Regions from separate parts of the Mus musculus genome. Here region 1 is linked to region 2. Evidence: chromatin contacts called from public ChIA-PET data. All regions are on one chromosome and are shown on one strand. The core of a region is the stretch at or near the end of the contact, and the rest is flanking DNA. Distances in the headings are between cores, read along the strand shown. Region 1 overlaps Hmbox1 (homeobox containing 1). Region 2 overlaps Kif13b (kinesin family member 13B).

The links. ChIA-PET counts read pairs in DNA pulled down with a chosen protein or histone mark.
Region 1: a contact with region 2 is called in an RNA polymerase II ChIA-PET map of memory CD8 T cells, with 88 read pairs. The contact joins two enhancer-like sites. A contact is called at or near these places in 1 of 115 datasets of contacts at active chromatin or transcription factors (memory CD8 T cells) and 1 of 9 other capture datasets (embryonic stem cells).

What each region holds. Positions count from the first base shown.
Region 1 is chr14:64,864,216-64,871,870 of GRCm38.p6, reverse strand. The region is part of intron 4 of Hmbox1 (homeobox containing 1); the gene reads left to right. Among named protein-coding and RNA genes, the nearest start is that of Hmbox1, 82 kb to the left of the region's middle. Within about 2 kb of position 4,775, at least 88 of the 459 cell types and tissues checked have an H3K27ac peak or open chromatin away from gene starts, as enhancers often do. A contact at or near this core is called in memory CD8 T cells, where this site is marked.
Region 2 is chr14:64,730,167-64,737,552 of GRCm38.p6, reverse strand. Kif13b (kinesin family member 13B) reads right to left here. Exons shown (of 40, transcript NM_001081177.2): 11 at 1,193-1,405; 12 at 1-58. Among named protein-coding and RNA genes, the nearest start is that of Gm26225, 20 kb to the left of the region's middle. Within about 2 kb of position 2,907, at least 29 of the 459 cell types and tissues checked have an H3K27ac peak or open chromatin away from gene starts, as enhancers often do. A contact at or near this core is called in memory CD8 T cells, where this site is marked.

The DNA.
Region 1 (7,655 bases), core at 3,526-6,025, 130 kb before region 2:
GGTATTTCGGGATTTCTGTATTGTTGAGGCTTGCTTTGTGGCCCAGTATATGGTCACTTTTGGAGAATGTTCTGTGAGGTACGGAGATAAATGTATATTAATTTGTATTTGGGTGAAATGTTCTGTAGATATCTGATAGGTCCATTTGGCTTATAATGTCTCTTAGCTCCAGTATTTCTCTGTTTAGTTTTTATCTAGATGGCTTGTCTGTTGATGAGACAGAGTGTTGAAGTCTTCCACTATCAGTTTAGGAGGGTCAGTGTGTGATTTAGGGCTTAGTAATGTTTCTTTTACATTTGAGGATGCCCTTGCATTTGGGGTGTAGATGTTAAGAACTGAAACATCTTCGTGTATTTTTCCTTTGGTAAGTATGAAGTATTCTTCCCTGTCTCTCTTGACTGGTTTGAAATCTCTATTTTGTTAAATATTGGAACGGCAGCACCAACTTGCCTTGTAGGTCCATTTGCTTGGAAAGTCTTTTTCCAACCCTTTACTCTGAGGTAATGTCATCATTGATGTTAAGGTGTATTTCTTGTATGCAGTAGAAGGATGGGTTCTTTTTCTCATCCGTTTTTGCTATTCTGTGTGTGTATGTGTGTATGTGTGTGTGTGTGTGTGTGTGTGTGTGTGTGTGTGTTTTAATTTGGGGAATTGAGTCCATTGATATTGAAAATATAAATATCTAGTAATTATTAACTTCTATTATTTTTGTTGGTGTGTGTGCGCACACCACACACACATACACACACACACATACACACTGGTTTTGGTCATGTGAGATCATTTCCTGTGTTTTCATAGGTGTAGTTAACCTCCTTGGGTTAGAGTTTTCCTTCTAGTACATTCTGTAGGTCTGACTTTGTAAATAGATATTGTTTAAATTTGATTTTATTATGGAATATATTGTTTTCTCCATCTATGGTAATAAAAAGTTTTGCTAGGTCTAGGCTGCATCTGTGGTCTCTTAGAGTCTGTAGGACATCTGTCTAGGCCCTGCTGGCTTTTGGAGTCTCCATGGAGAGACTGGTTGTAATTCTAATAGGTCTGCTTTTATATATTACTTGTTCCTTTTTCCTTTCAGCTTTTAGTATTTTTTCTTTGTTCAGTATAATTAGTGTTTTGATTATTATATGGCGAGGGGACTTTCTTTTCAAGTCCAGTCTATTTTGTGTTCTGTATGCTTCTTCTATCTTTATAGGCATTTCCTGCCTCAGGTTAAATATTTTTTCTACTATGATTTTGTTAAAAATATCTTCTGGGGCTTTAAGCTGGAATTCTTCTCCTTCCTCTATTTCTATTTTTCTTAGATTTGGTCTTTTCATAGTGTCCCAGATTTCCTGGATGTTTTGTGTCGGGAATTTTTCAGACTTAACATTTTTATTGTCCAGTATATGTATTTCATCTATCATATCTTCAGTGCCTAAGATTTGGGCCTCCACTTCTTTTGCTTCTGTAGTTCCTGTTCACTTACTAGATTTTTCATTGCCAGAATTCCCTCAATTTGTGTTTTCGTTATTCTGTTTCCGTTTTCAGGAACTGTTTTGTTTTCTTCAAGTGTTCTCCCCACCCTGCTTGGCCTTCTTCCTCCATTTTTTTTTGTTTGTCTTTTCCTGGATTTTTAAAGGAGTTTCTTCATTTCCTCTTTGAGGACTTCTATCTTCCTCATAACCTTGGTTTTAAAGTCCTCTCTTGTGCTTCAGCTGTGTTGGGATACTCAGAGCTCACTACGCAGGATCCTTGGGCTATGGTGGGAGGTACTTACTGGCTGTTGCGGATTGTGTTATGAACAATGCCTCCAGGCATTGGGTTTGAGGAGGAGATTATAGGTCCAGGGGCTGGTTTCTGAGATTGTCTTTACTGGATGGTATTTTGTTCCTTGGTTTGTTTCCCTCTGGTCTGGTGGCCAGTGTGGCCTGTGTGGCCTGTGGTTGAGCAGGTGTCTCTGCCCAAGTTGGGGGCTGGGACACCAGGATGGAAAGAAGTGGGGGTTGGGGATATATATGGGTGGACCCACGGGAGGGCAGCTTACCTGGAGTTCTGGTGGCCAGTGTGGACTCTGGGTGAGGAGGCCTTGAATATATAGGGTTTTTTTTTTTTTTTTTAAATCTGTTCTGTCAGCTTCTGTCTTCTTTTGTAGTGTTTAATTCATTAAGCTTTAATGTGATTAGGGTAAGCATGATTTATATCTTGTGCCTTTTTAGTTTTTTTTTTTTTTTTTTCCGAGACAGGGTTTCTCTGTGTAGCCCCGGCTATCCTGGAACTCACTCTGTCGACCAGGCTGGCCTTGAACTCAGAAATTCGCCTGCCTCTGCCTCCCAAGTACTGGGATTAAAGGCGTGTGCCACCACACCCAGCCCACCATTTTAGTTTTTATTGCTTCCTCCTTTTGTTAAGTGGATACTTTCTAGTATACAAATTTAAACCCCTTGTTATTTGTTATTATAGTTTGAGTTGTTCTTTTGACAGTTGTACTAAGGATTACTCTTAACATGTTAATGTATAATAATTTAGCCCAGATTAATATCAACTTAATTTCAAAACAACTTTGCTCTTACATATAGCTTCATTTTTTCATGTTTTGTGATATTGTTGTCATACACATTGCATACTAATTAATACATGTGTTCATTAACATACAATATGTAATTATATGTTACACTTGCCTTTTCAACAGAATAGTACCAGGTACTTAGAGACTAAAAACATACCATTGTCTTTTCTATTTATGTATGTGGCTTCTTTCTTCTGTGTTGGTCTGCTGTCACTTGCTCCACCACAGCAGCAGCAGGAGGGGATGACAGCAAAGCTGCTCACCTCCCAGAGCCAGGAAGCAGGGAGACCAGAGGGGATGTAGACATTCCAGTGTGCCCCAGTCTTCCAAGCAGGCCTGACCTCTCAGAAGCCATCAGTTATGGGTGTTTTGAGATGCATCCCATAACACCCCTCCTTTTCTGTCTTCAGTGTATTCAAGCTCCTGTCTTCTGCGCTTTCATTATACCCTAGGAAGTCCTTATTTCAGAGACTCCCTGTGGCACTGCCTTGCATTCCTCAGGCAGTGTTCTAAGTATCCTTCCCATGGCTTCTCAGAGGAACCTACTCTCAGCCCTAGTGAGCACACCTTGTACATAATCCTTCTTTTCCCTCTCTTACTTTTACTTCTTATCTTTGATTTTAAAGCATTTTTATTACAGTTTTGCTTATTTTGCATGCATGGGTGGAGGCACATGTATGCTGTAGCTTATGAGTGGAGATCAGAAGGCATCTTGTGGGAATTGGTCTCTCCTTCCACCATATCTGTTGAACTTAGGCTCTCTGACTTGGTGGCACCTCTATGTGCTATTGCTTTATGGTACTTGTAGGTGTGAAATTTTGAGTTAACATACATGATGATCACTAGGCACCTTAAAAATGTTAAGATTTTTTCATCAAAATTCCCGTGATTTTAGCCATTATTTTCTCAAAATCTTCTTTATTTACGTTGGTGTGTCCTAAGAGTCTCACCTGTATTTGGCATGTGTGGTGGTATCCCATGTGTTTATGAAGCTTTGCTTTGTAGTACTCCTTCTTGTCTTCTGTTCCCATAAGTCATCTCAGCTGACCTTTGCAATGCGGTGATGAATGCTTCTGCGACTTCTTATTTGCTATGGAACCCTACCAGCAAACTTTTCGTTTCATTTATACTTTTGTACTCCAAAATTTCTGTCTAGTTCTTCCATATAATTGTCTCTGTTGATAGTTTTTATAGGATAAGCCATTTTTCTCATCCTTTTCTGTAGCTTTTTAGACGGTTCCTATGTTGAGTAAGTCTGCTATCCCAGTTACTGTAAGGACACATCTTCCTGTGGTTGTATTGTGTTTGTTATGGTGTGTTGTTTGGCTGTTTGATCGATTGCAGGCAGTGTCTCGCTCTGTAGCCTCAGCTGGCTTTGAACGCTTGCTACTCTTTCTCCCTCAGCCTCCTGAGGATTCGGGCCTGAGTCACCATGACTAGCTTCCAGGCCAATTTTGATTGATTCTTCTTTTTAAAGACATATTTACTAATAGTGTGTGTGTGTGTGGGGGGGGGTGATGATGTGATGTGCACCCTCATGGAGGCCTGTTGTTGGATCCCTGGAACTGGAGTTCCAGGTGATCGAGAGCTGCCGTGTAGGTGCTGCATGGTGAGCCCTTGATAGTTTGCACAGCCTTGAAAAGGGTGACTTTGAGAGCATACTTGTCAGTGCCTTTATAGAAGTTGTCTTGCTTTCCTTTCACAGAGGCATGCCATCGGTAGAGATTCTTGCTGTGCCCTTCCCACTCACTTTACTGCAGCTGCACAGATCCTGAAGGAACAGTGACCCCAATTTATCTCTGTAAATGTATTGTCCTCCAAATATGTAACGGATACAGACCCTCAAGTGGATAAGGCCTGGCTAACCCAGCACCAGTCAACTTGAACTAGTAAGAAGAACTCCATGTGAGATAGTGCCAACAAGAATTAAGCTGAAAATGCAAAAATTATGTATAGACTGAAATCAGAACCAAGAAAGGGCAGGAAGAGAACTATATTTTGAGTCATACCATGATCACACACATGCACATTTTTCAAAACTCATTGTATACATATGAGAATAAACCTTTGTAGAATATACCTCAGTTTACAACAAATATATAGGGCTTCAAAGTCAGAAAATTGGGGAATGAGAAAATCTTGAATCCATTTAAACCTAGCCCTGAGTAAGTTGTGGTGGAGACTCTGGGTCAGGACCAAATGAAAGTGAAACTAAAAATCAGAAGTTAATGTGAAGATTACAGTAAAGACAGAGGTCCCAGAGCGAGTGAGTGTGTGTGGCTTCCTCATCTGTTGCTGCATAAAATTTTATCCCAGAATTTATTAGCATCTTGAAACATAAGCCTCTAGTATTCCAGACAATATACATCAGAAATGCAGAAGCAGCTTTGCCAGGTCAGTTAAGCTTTAGCTTAAAAACTAAATCTAACTCCCTCTTCCAGCCTCCATGGACATCAGGCACACACACGTGTGGACATACATCATTCATACACACAACAGAAAATGTAAAAAGAATAGTCAATAAAAAGTCACCGTGAAGCTGGTCCAATGACTCAGCTCTAACCCCAGCACTCAGGAGGCTGAGGGAGAAGGAGCAGCAAGCGTTCAAAGCCAGCTCAGGCTACAGAGTGAGACATGCCTGCCATGGAGCAAACAGCACAAGACAGAGCTAGAGGTCTCCTGAGGTTGCTGTCTCCTGGGTTAAGAGAGGAATTGGATGAACATTGTGCATGGTGGAGAAAGTCAGTCTCTTACTATGTGTATGCTCTTTAAAAGTTTATGTGTTACATGTATTGGGAAGGTCTTATGCATCCATACCAAACAAACAAGAATGATTCTAAGGTAATAAATAAGAAAGTGGTGGAAAAAAAGTATTTTCTTATGTGTGTTCAACATACTTGAATTTTTATAGAGAATATATAATTAGAATATAATTATAATGTGGCACTCAAAAGCACTAAAATAGGAAGCTTAAGTGTGGGAGACAAGCTTGAGGCACATAGTGACTTCCAGGCCAGCCAGGGCTATCTAGTGAGACTCTGGCTCAAATATAACAAAACATATCTAAACATAGCTCTGATTGAGGTAGAAAATTGCTAAAGGACTTTGAAAATTGCTGAACGTTCATAAGGATTTTGTATTTTGTAGTTCTGAGATGGCCTGTTGGGGCCATCAGAGTCGTTACGGTTGTTCAGGTAAAAGAGGCTGAACAGGGGAGTGATGACTAGAAGAAAGAGCTTTGGTAAAAATGCAAGCTTTAGGGGAGGGAGTGGGTGAGAGGTTAAGCTGAGCTAACTCCTATAGGAAGATGAGCAGATGAGGGGGGAGGATAATGGATTAGGCTTACTGTGTTGGTCTATGAGAAATTCTCATTAAAGTTGCCTAGCCAGTGGTTTCCAAGAACAGGCTGTGCCCTGAGAGTCTCTTGCATTTACATGACATTTTAAATCATTGTTGATAATTACGATGATCAAAGAAAGAGGCTTAAATATGGAATCCCAGTGGCCACTAATGAGTAGAAAGCTAACATAGCACCTGGAGCCAAAATGATCATGCTCTGGAGGGGCTGTGTCCCTCATTCCAAGGTGAAGAGCCAGTAGGTTGTGGCAGGAAACAAAACATGGAGAGGAATCCAGAGTCCAGTGTTGAGATTTAGAAGGCTGGGTTCTAGTTGAGAGCCCTCTAGTGGAGGAAGCGTGGTGTGTAAACTCCAGAGAGGAGTCAGTAAAGCTGACGTTCACAAGACATTATGGATGCCAGCTAAAGACTACCTCCAACCACTTTGGATATAAGGGGCTTACTTTCTCACTGGAAAGAAATTAAGCAGGGCTTAGTTTTAGTCGGTGTATGTAAATTATATGAAACTTTGCCTTTGCTTCTGCCCTACAAGAGGTAGAAAAGAGGTTTTTGAAGATCTGAAACTTTTCCCAAGAATTTCTTCCACAGCAGGGAAGAGACTATCTGGAATTTTCTCCCAAGGGAAGTAGCAGAGCTGGCAGACAGTGCAGAGAAGCTTCGAGGACCTGAATGTCAAGTCCCACAGAGCTCCCAGAGCAGCCGCGATTGTGGGTCAAGGACCCTAGAGGAAAGTCATTTCTGAGTGTGACATTTGCTGTTTATTCAACTGTTTTGCAATGCCTCTTCTGGAAATGGCTTGGTTAACTGGTTCATTTTCTGCATTTATTGTCCGAATCCAAGGTGAGTCAGGAAGACAGCCTGTATTGCCTGCTCCTCCCTTTGTTTCATTGCATTCATTATTATACAGAGAGAAATGTGTGTGACATTTTTAAGTCCGTCACATGCTTACCTCAGAGTAAAATTGCAGACAAAAAGCAGAAGTGGACTTCTTTTTATAAGTCTTCATTTACTTTAATTGCACTGTTTCTAAAAGAACGAACAGAAACTAAAATATTCAGTGTCAAAAGCCAGGCATTAAAACATTTATAGAAAGATTGAGAAAGTTTTAGTGGTAGAAATGTAGGGAAAATTTACATTTATAGTGTGCATCTGTAAGCTTTTGATATATTTAGATATAAATGTAATACAGGGCATATAAAGTTATATTCATAAAAGCATATACTTTATGTATCAAGGGCATCTTCCCATATTAACATATGTTAATTAAATATATAGTATTAAATATATATAATCTTTGAGTTTTAAAAAATTTGTGGGGACCTTTTTAAATATGTATAGTAGGTGACAACTCAATGACTTTCATAAAGTATAGATATCCACATTACCACCTTCCGTATCAGTAAAGAACATCACTGGCCACTACATAAACCATCATCCTTGACCTTTTTCCTGCATGGGTACCAGTATGCTGATTTACATCCTGATGTATAGTGTAGTGTATGGCTTTTGTATGTTTTTGGCTTTAGGGAAGCAGCGTTGTTTCTGTGAGGTCTGCCCATATACTGTACATATACTACTAGTTTATCCTCTTCCTGTTGCTATGGCAGTCTGCAGTAGAAGACACAGATACCATAATATATGCATTCTGCATTTGATGGCCATTTAAGTTTTGGAACCAGGGAATTCTCTGGGTAATGCTCATTTCTGAAGCTTCTTGTGCATGTCTTTTGAGTATGTGTGTGCTGGG
Region 2 (7,386 bases), core at 1,658-4,157:
CCTGGATGAGTTTCTCCGATTCTTCCAGACGATCTTTCAGCTCTGGAGATTTCATTGCCTAAAAACAAAGTGTCACCTCATGGCATAACTGCTCAGTGCCGGGAAAGAACAATCAGCTGGATGGGAAAGGGCGGGGACTGTCACCTGTCACTGAGCCCTCCACCACTCCAGCAAGGTGGCAGTCCTCAAGGTCCATAGAGCCTGTGCTGGGGGACTACAGACCTACCAAAGCAACTAGGGCACATCCAGAAAGACAACTTTCCTCCAACCTACTGTGAAGATCCCATTACATTTAAGAAGCTACACGTTCCAAGCTACTTGTAAAGAACTAATGATTTTAATTTTAGTAGGTTGTACACCTAGACTCAAAAGCATGCTGCATCTCAATCTCTGTCTAATGTTGATTTCAAGAATTTACTCAAAGCTATGTAAGTTAGATGTGAACATGTTGCAAACTGGACAGTGTTAATAACACTTGGTCTTAAGACAGAGAAACAACCAGATGGTGACGTAAATAAAGGAAATACAGAAACCTCAGCCCCAAGATTCTTAAAGAACTGTAAAATCAGGATAAAATTCAGTAGGGAAAAAAAAAAAACCCAAACATGATTACAGTAACTGCTGTGACCATGTCAATCAAAGCCTCTTGCCTTTCTACCAGAACAAGAGTAATGAGACAGGAAAGGGCCATGGTGCCAGCTCCACAGACAAGTCCCTGGGACAGAAACACTAAGCACAGCTCAAGCCCTGAGTGTGGCACTTCATGCCTACACTGTGATCTTCAAACCTCGCTCCAGAACCTAAGCATCTCCTTCCTGCCACAGAAGGACACTGCGCCACGCTGGCGACTTCTCTACTTCTGTCCTGAGAGTTACACTGCTGCTCTACAAACGTAACACACTCAAATCAGGAAGGGGTGAGCTGTAAAGGAGAGGATGTCTTCTGTTCTGACCGCAGGCTAACGAACCAGGGGAGGAATCCAATTCCCTCCCCATGACTGTAAGCGCAGTCGGTTTCTGCACAAATTAAATCACATTTCCCTACTGTTTCTCTTTCTCCCTTCACATTCTAGTCTGTCAGCGGTCTCGACAAAAATGGAAAGACAAACTTTTCCTACTCCCTTTATTCTCTCCTATACAATCCTTTCAACAGCCAAAAAGAAAAAAGAGCTCCTAGCGAGTACTCCTCCTACCTCTGCCTTGGTCAGCTGCTCCCGGAGCTTCTCCACCTCCTCCCGCAGATCTCGGATAATCCGAGCATTCGGATCCTCATTCACCACAGCATGGTTGACGATGTGCTTTGCTCGATCTGCGTACCTCAGGGTTGAGAGGGTTTCGTCATAGTTATCTGCAGCGGGGCTCACAGTGGCCACCATGGCAGTCTTGCTATTACCTCCCAGACTGTCCTACCAGGAAGAAAACAGTGAGGAGTCTTTTAAATTGGAAGAAGACATCACATAAGAAAGCTAAAATCTGAAAGAGTGAAACAGTCCAAGACCAAACACATTTAAGACAAAATAGGGGTTCACATGCAGACCCCCATGAGCCTCAACCCTGAACTGTCTCTTCTCTGCCAATTACTTTTTTTTTTGAAGGGGATTGGGGGTGGTAGCAGTGGCAGGGTTAGAGACAGGGTTTCTCTATGTAGTCCTGGCTGTCCAGGAACTCTCTCTATAGATCATGTTGGCCTCAATCTCAAAGATCTGCCAGCCTCTGCTTCCAGGGCACTGGAACTAACAGCACCTCTATGCTCAGCTCTACCTACTTTTCTTAACAAACAAAAGGAACCACAAACAACCACAAATCCTTTCTTTTTTTTTTCAAGAAAGAATAACAAAACCCAACAAATTAAAGTCTATTTTTTAAGTAAAAATTAATCCAGAGATAGTATATCCCATTTAATAAGCAATGTGATACCATTCTGAGCAGTTTTGCTCACAATGAAAAGACTCCAATGGCTAACCAACCTCAGAGGTACTGGACATGCACAGTGTCAGTTCCTTTGGGGAATTTGGTAGTGCTAGTGATGGGACCCAGGGCTTCTGCACTCAGCAAGTACTGTGCCACTGAGCCACACTCCCAGCCCCAAGGAGGCTTACCTACACTCTCCTCCACAGTGCTGCCTGTCCTCATGGTACAAACAAGTTCTTGGGAACCTTGTCTGGCTCTGAAACCTAAGGGAGGATTAGAGCCCTCTAATCTAATCTAATCCCACCAGAAGCTGAGTTCCAGAAGCTCCGTTTTCTTCCCTCTGCTAGCATTCTAGAAACTAACACATGCTCTACACAATGGCTCCCAAAGCTCATTCAAAGTACTAAAGAAGCTCTTCATCTGCAGGCCCAGTAACTGTTTCCAACAGTCAGGAAAGCGAATGTTAGTCAGGACATTAAAAATAATGAGCTATGTGACTCTGCAGAGCGCTTACAGGGCTCTAGGTTACATACATCTATCTCAGGCCTGAAAAGAAAAAGAGAAATTCTCTGTTGGTCCAGCATGGCCTTGGTGGGGACAAAATGACATAATTTGTACCCCTTTGACAGGACCAGCAGATGTGGGCCTCCAGGAGTGTCAATGGCTGCTGTAGGCTTAAGACTTAAAGCTTACTGTCTCCTAAGAATTAAGGGGCTGGGGTCACAGGATGGTGATTCATAGGATAATTAAAAGGAAACCTGGAGTAAATGACTGGGTTAATATGTAAAATAAAAGACTGGGCTTATGATCTACAGGAGACAAGCTAACAGAAATTTTTTAGAATAGCAAGAGAGAAGTGTTTGGAGAAATGTCTCCAGCAGAACAGCAAGAGCGAGAGCAAGAGCAAGAGCAAGAGCAAAAGAGAAAGAGAGAGCTGTCTGGAGATCTCCAGAGCAAGCAGATCAGACAGAGAGAGAGAAAGCAGATCAGAGGGGAAGAAAGCAGAACAGGAAGAAGCAAGCAGGCTGAGAAGCCACAGAGCACAGGCCGCCAGCTTCGACCCATGATTTGACTTGCAGCGGTTTGTTTTCACCTCTCCCAAACACCCCTCTCTCAGAACCCCTCTCCAAGCTGAGACTGGTCCTTAGCCACCCTCAAAAAATTTAAAATTACTAAATCAACTCCCACTCCACTGACCATGCAAAAGATGTTAAAGGTCACCCCATTTCAGCAGAGACTCTTAGGCATCACAGCCTGCTGAGTCCTAACTAGTGCTGGCTCTTCCCTTGGATGGTCAGCATTTATAGACTGGCCTCTAACTGGCAAAACAGCAAAGGTGACAGAGATGATGGCATGTCATTTCTGATATCGAATTAAAAGCAAATGATGCTCTCTGTTTAGCACTCCTTCTTGCTCTCAGGAGGAGCAAGGTGGCCCTACGAAGAGACCCATAGGAGTGAAAATGGAAGCAGGTCCTTGAAGTCTGCCTATCATCATGGAAGTGACAACACTCTCCCACCTGATTCAGGCCTCTAGATGATTACAGCCTTGGCTTATACGTAAACTACAGCTCATAGGGCCCTGGCTCCAAGCACTTAAAACTGCTTGTGGAGTAAGATGTTACAGGTCAGTAGTTCCATACCATGCAACACTTGGGAGCATTATAAAAAAAAACTAAGCTATATAAAAGAGTCAGGCCTGGGGTGATGGCTCAGTGGGGAAAGCACATGCCATATAAGCATTAGGATCAGAGCAGACTTCCAGCACTCGTGTAAAAGCCAAGTGGACAGCAGCCTACCTATAATCCCAGCGCATGGGACACAAAGGCAGGGCTCCCTGAAGAAAGACAGCTAGACACGCTAAATCAGTAAGTTCTGGGTTCAGGTGAGAGAGCCTGTCCCAGTGTATAAAGTGGAGAGCAATACAGGAAAAAAATCCAACACCAACTAAAGTGCATACACACCCATATACACATGTTTCCAATTACACACATGTACACACACACTACATACACATGCATAAAAAATATTCAGAGCTGAGAGAATGCTTAATCACAAAAGTGCTTGCTTTACAAATGCAGGAACTTGAATTCAGTGCTTCAAATACATGTAAAAAGCTAAACTTGATAGTAGTACCTACAATCCCATGGAGAAAGGTAGATCCCCAGAACTTGCGGGCAAGCCTGACCTACTAGATGAGCTCCATGTGAGAGACTGTCTCAAAAACAGTGAAGGGCCTACAGAGGTTGCTCAGCAGTTCAGAGTACTTACGGCTCTCACAGAGGACCTGAGTTCAGTCCTCAGTACCCAAAAGGTGCTTTACAACACCAGTGTCGGGGATTCTGATGCCCTTTGCCGGCTCCTACATGCTCATGGTGCATTTACACTCACACAGGCCAACATTATATACATACAAATAAAACTTCTAAAATTATGTTTTTAAAGGTGTACAGAGCCTGAGGAACAAAACCTAAGGTTGTCCTCTGGATTCCATATGCACACACTCATGTACATAGACCCACATACATGAACACGTAAAGATTCAATATCCCCTTTCAGAAATGCGACCACAATGAACAACAAAGTCTTAAAATTTAGAGATATTCACTACATAACAAGAAAGCTGACTTAGATTTGGCCAATGTTCACCTTTAGAAAACTCTTAATTTTAAAAATATAGTTTTTCCAATTTTAACACATATAAATTTTTTAGAGAATTTTGTAGTTTTATACATTTCTCTGCCTTTTGTGAATTCAACTATTAGAAGCCCCACTCTATTAGAGAGGAAAGCAGGGTTGTTCTAAAAAACAAAACACAAAAACAAGCAAACAAACCCATCAACAACATGCCTAAGAATCTAGACCTAGCAAACTGGGTACTACTCCACCCCAGGATTTTCCACCTTGACTTCAAACCCCCCTCCCTTCCCACACAGACACCCACAACAAGCACACCAGGCAACCACAACTTCAGGCCTAAAGGCTGAGTCAGATCACCTGACACCACTTCAAATTATTCTGTCCCGACATTAGAAACAAAATAATTCACAAGGTATCAATATCTCAATATGATCAAAAACAATATATATGTATGCTTACTCTTCCATTACTAAAAATTTTGTTTTTCAAAAAAAAAAAGAGAGAGATAATTATATTGAAGAAAATATGCTCTTAAGTATAGAAAGGCAAGAAATGTAACCAATCTGGACTTCGAGAAGTACAGCCAGGACTTCTTGATTCTCTTTTCACTCCTAGACACTAATTTCACATTGTCAGTGCTCCAGTTTGTCATGAGGAGCCCATGCACATTCAGACAGGATAGGAAAGTCTCAAGGACTGCGGTTCCACCTACCAGCGAGGCCACACATCCCCCTAAGGGTTACTGCACAGTCTACCCATGGGCACAGCAAACAAGAATGACAAACAGGACTTGTAACCATAACCACCAGGGGTGAAAGCAAGCTGCCACTGCATGCGTAGGCAGAGAAAAGGAAACTGGGCACACCCCATGCCTGATTTACCAAATGACCAATGTGAGCAACAATATGCTCACATTGCTTGAACAAAAAGGAAAATGTAACAAAAGAATGGGCAGGCATCCAAGAGAAAGTTTACAGTTTCTTGTTTACTCCTTAATTAAGCACATCAGACAAGCTTTGTTTCAAATGTGGCGATGCAAATTAAATGGACACTGGGAAGAAATTTCATTTTAGAAGTCAGAATTTTTCTTTTCAAGCTGAAAGAACTCTGAAATCATCTAATCGAATTACTTCATTGTGCTGCTAGGAAATTGAGACCCAGAAAAGCCGAGAGACTTACCAAATGAAGGTCAGCGTACTAATGCAGACCAGAGCTGGGATTGCTTGCTCTTCCCCTCTTGTGGGGTTTGCCATCTAACAGGAGAGGCAATGCTGTGTAAGAGCTAAACCCAGGGTCTAGAAGCACGAAGAGCAGAAGGAACCTAGGAGAGAAGACACTCCAGACTGGCAGGTAGAGGAGAGAGGAGCAGGAAGTGACAAGTAAGAATAAAACTCGAACGCACAACAGCCATCTTCACTCGCCTACAGCCTACAAAGCCAGAGAGCACAGATAACAGCTAGGACGAGAGGTCAGCTGGGAAAGGCCTTTGAAGCCATTCTTTAAAGAACTTGGCCTTGATTCTAAGGGCCTGGAGGACAGTTACTAAAAAGACTTAAAGTTCCAGTGAATTTAGAAACAGAAGAGTGGATTGGACAAAGAAGGTCCAAGGGAAATGGTTGTCAGCTCAGTGAGAGATCCACATGACATCCACTAGAGAATTGACATTAAGAATAAAAGTGGGGGCTGGAGAGATGGCTCGGAGGTTAAGAGCACTGACAGCTCTTCCAGAGGTCTTGAGTTCAATTCCCAGCAACTACAAGGTGACTCACAATCTATATAGTGAGGTCTAGCACCCTCTTCTGTCATGCAAGCATATATGCAGGCAGAACACTGTGTACATAATACATAAATACATCTTTAAAAAAAAATTAAAAGTGGGCCAGGCAGTGGTGGTGCAAGCCTTTAATCCTAGCACTCAGGAGGCAAAGGCAGGCAGATTGCTGTGAGTTCAAAGTCAGCCTGGTCTACACAGTGAGTTCCAGGACAGCCAAACTATACAGACTCAGAACTACCCTGTCTCAAAAACAAAAACTAAGAAACAAAGAATAAAAGTGGGGTCAGAGCTCACAAAGTAGGAGCTGGGCACTCACAGCCACACTTGGAGCTAGGAGATCCACATTCAGACAGTGATAAACGTCAAGTGTGCTTCATTCACTCCCAAGCATCTACATAAAAATCCTGGTGTGGTGGCAGAGGACTGTAATCTCAGCAGTGGGGAGTTAAACAGGCAGATCACTGGAGCACACTGGCCACTCAGCCGAGCCTAACTTCCTAACCCCGGATCCCAGTGAGAGACCCTGGCTCAAAAGTCAAAGAAGACAACACCAAACATGACCTCTGGTCCATCCATGTACACATTCATCTCTTTAAAGGTAATCCATTTTATGAGCTCAATGAAGTCCTGCGGGGGGTGTGCTAACCTTACACCAACACTGAAAGACAATCAGCAGGTGTGGGGTGGGAGTAGACTAGGAGTTAAAGAAGAATTCATGCACTGGGTAGAGGTGGAGGGGCAAACATTACAGCTCTGGACAAAGTGTTTAGATCCCCCTACTTAGGCTCTTGGTGCAAACATCAAATATATAAAACAGGTAATACAAGCCTTTAAGGAAAAAATAATAGAAACTGAACAAACATGCTTTATTTTTCATCTGAATCATCACAAAGAAGCTGCAATTACATCTTTGATTCATTCTTCACATATTACAAACATCTTCCCTTACTTTCAATCAAAAACAGGCAAAGTCAAATGGAGGTCCTCAATGAATCTCTACTAAGAGCACAGTTCGCATAAACCAGCCAGGCATGGACATGGCTGTCTGACCCCTGATTCATCA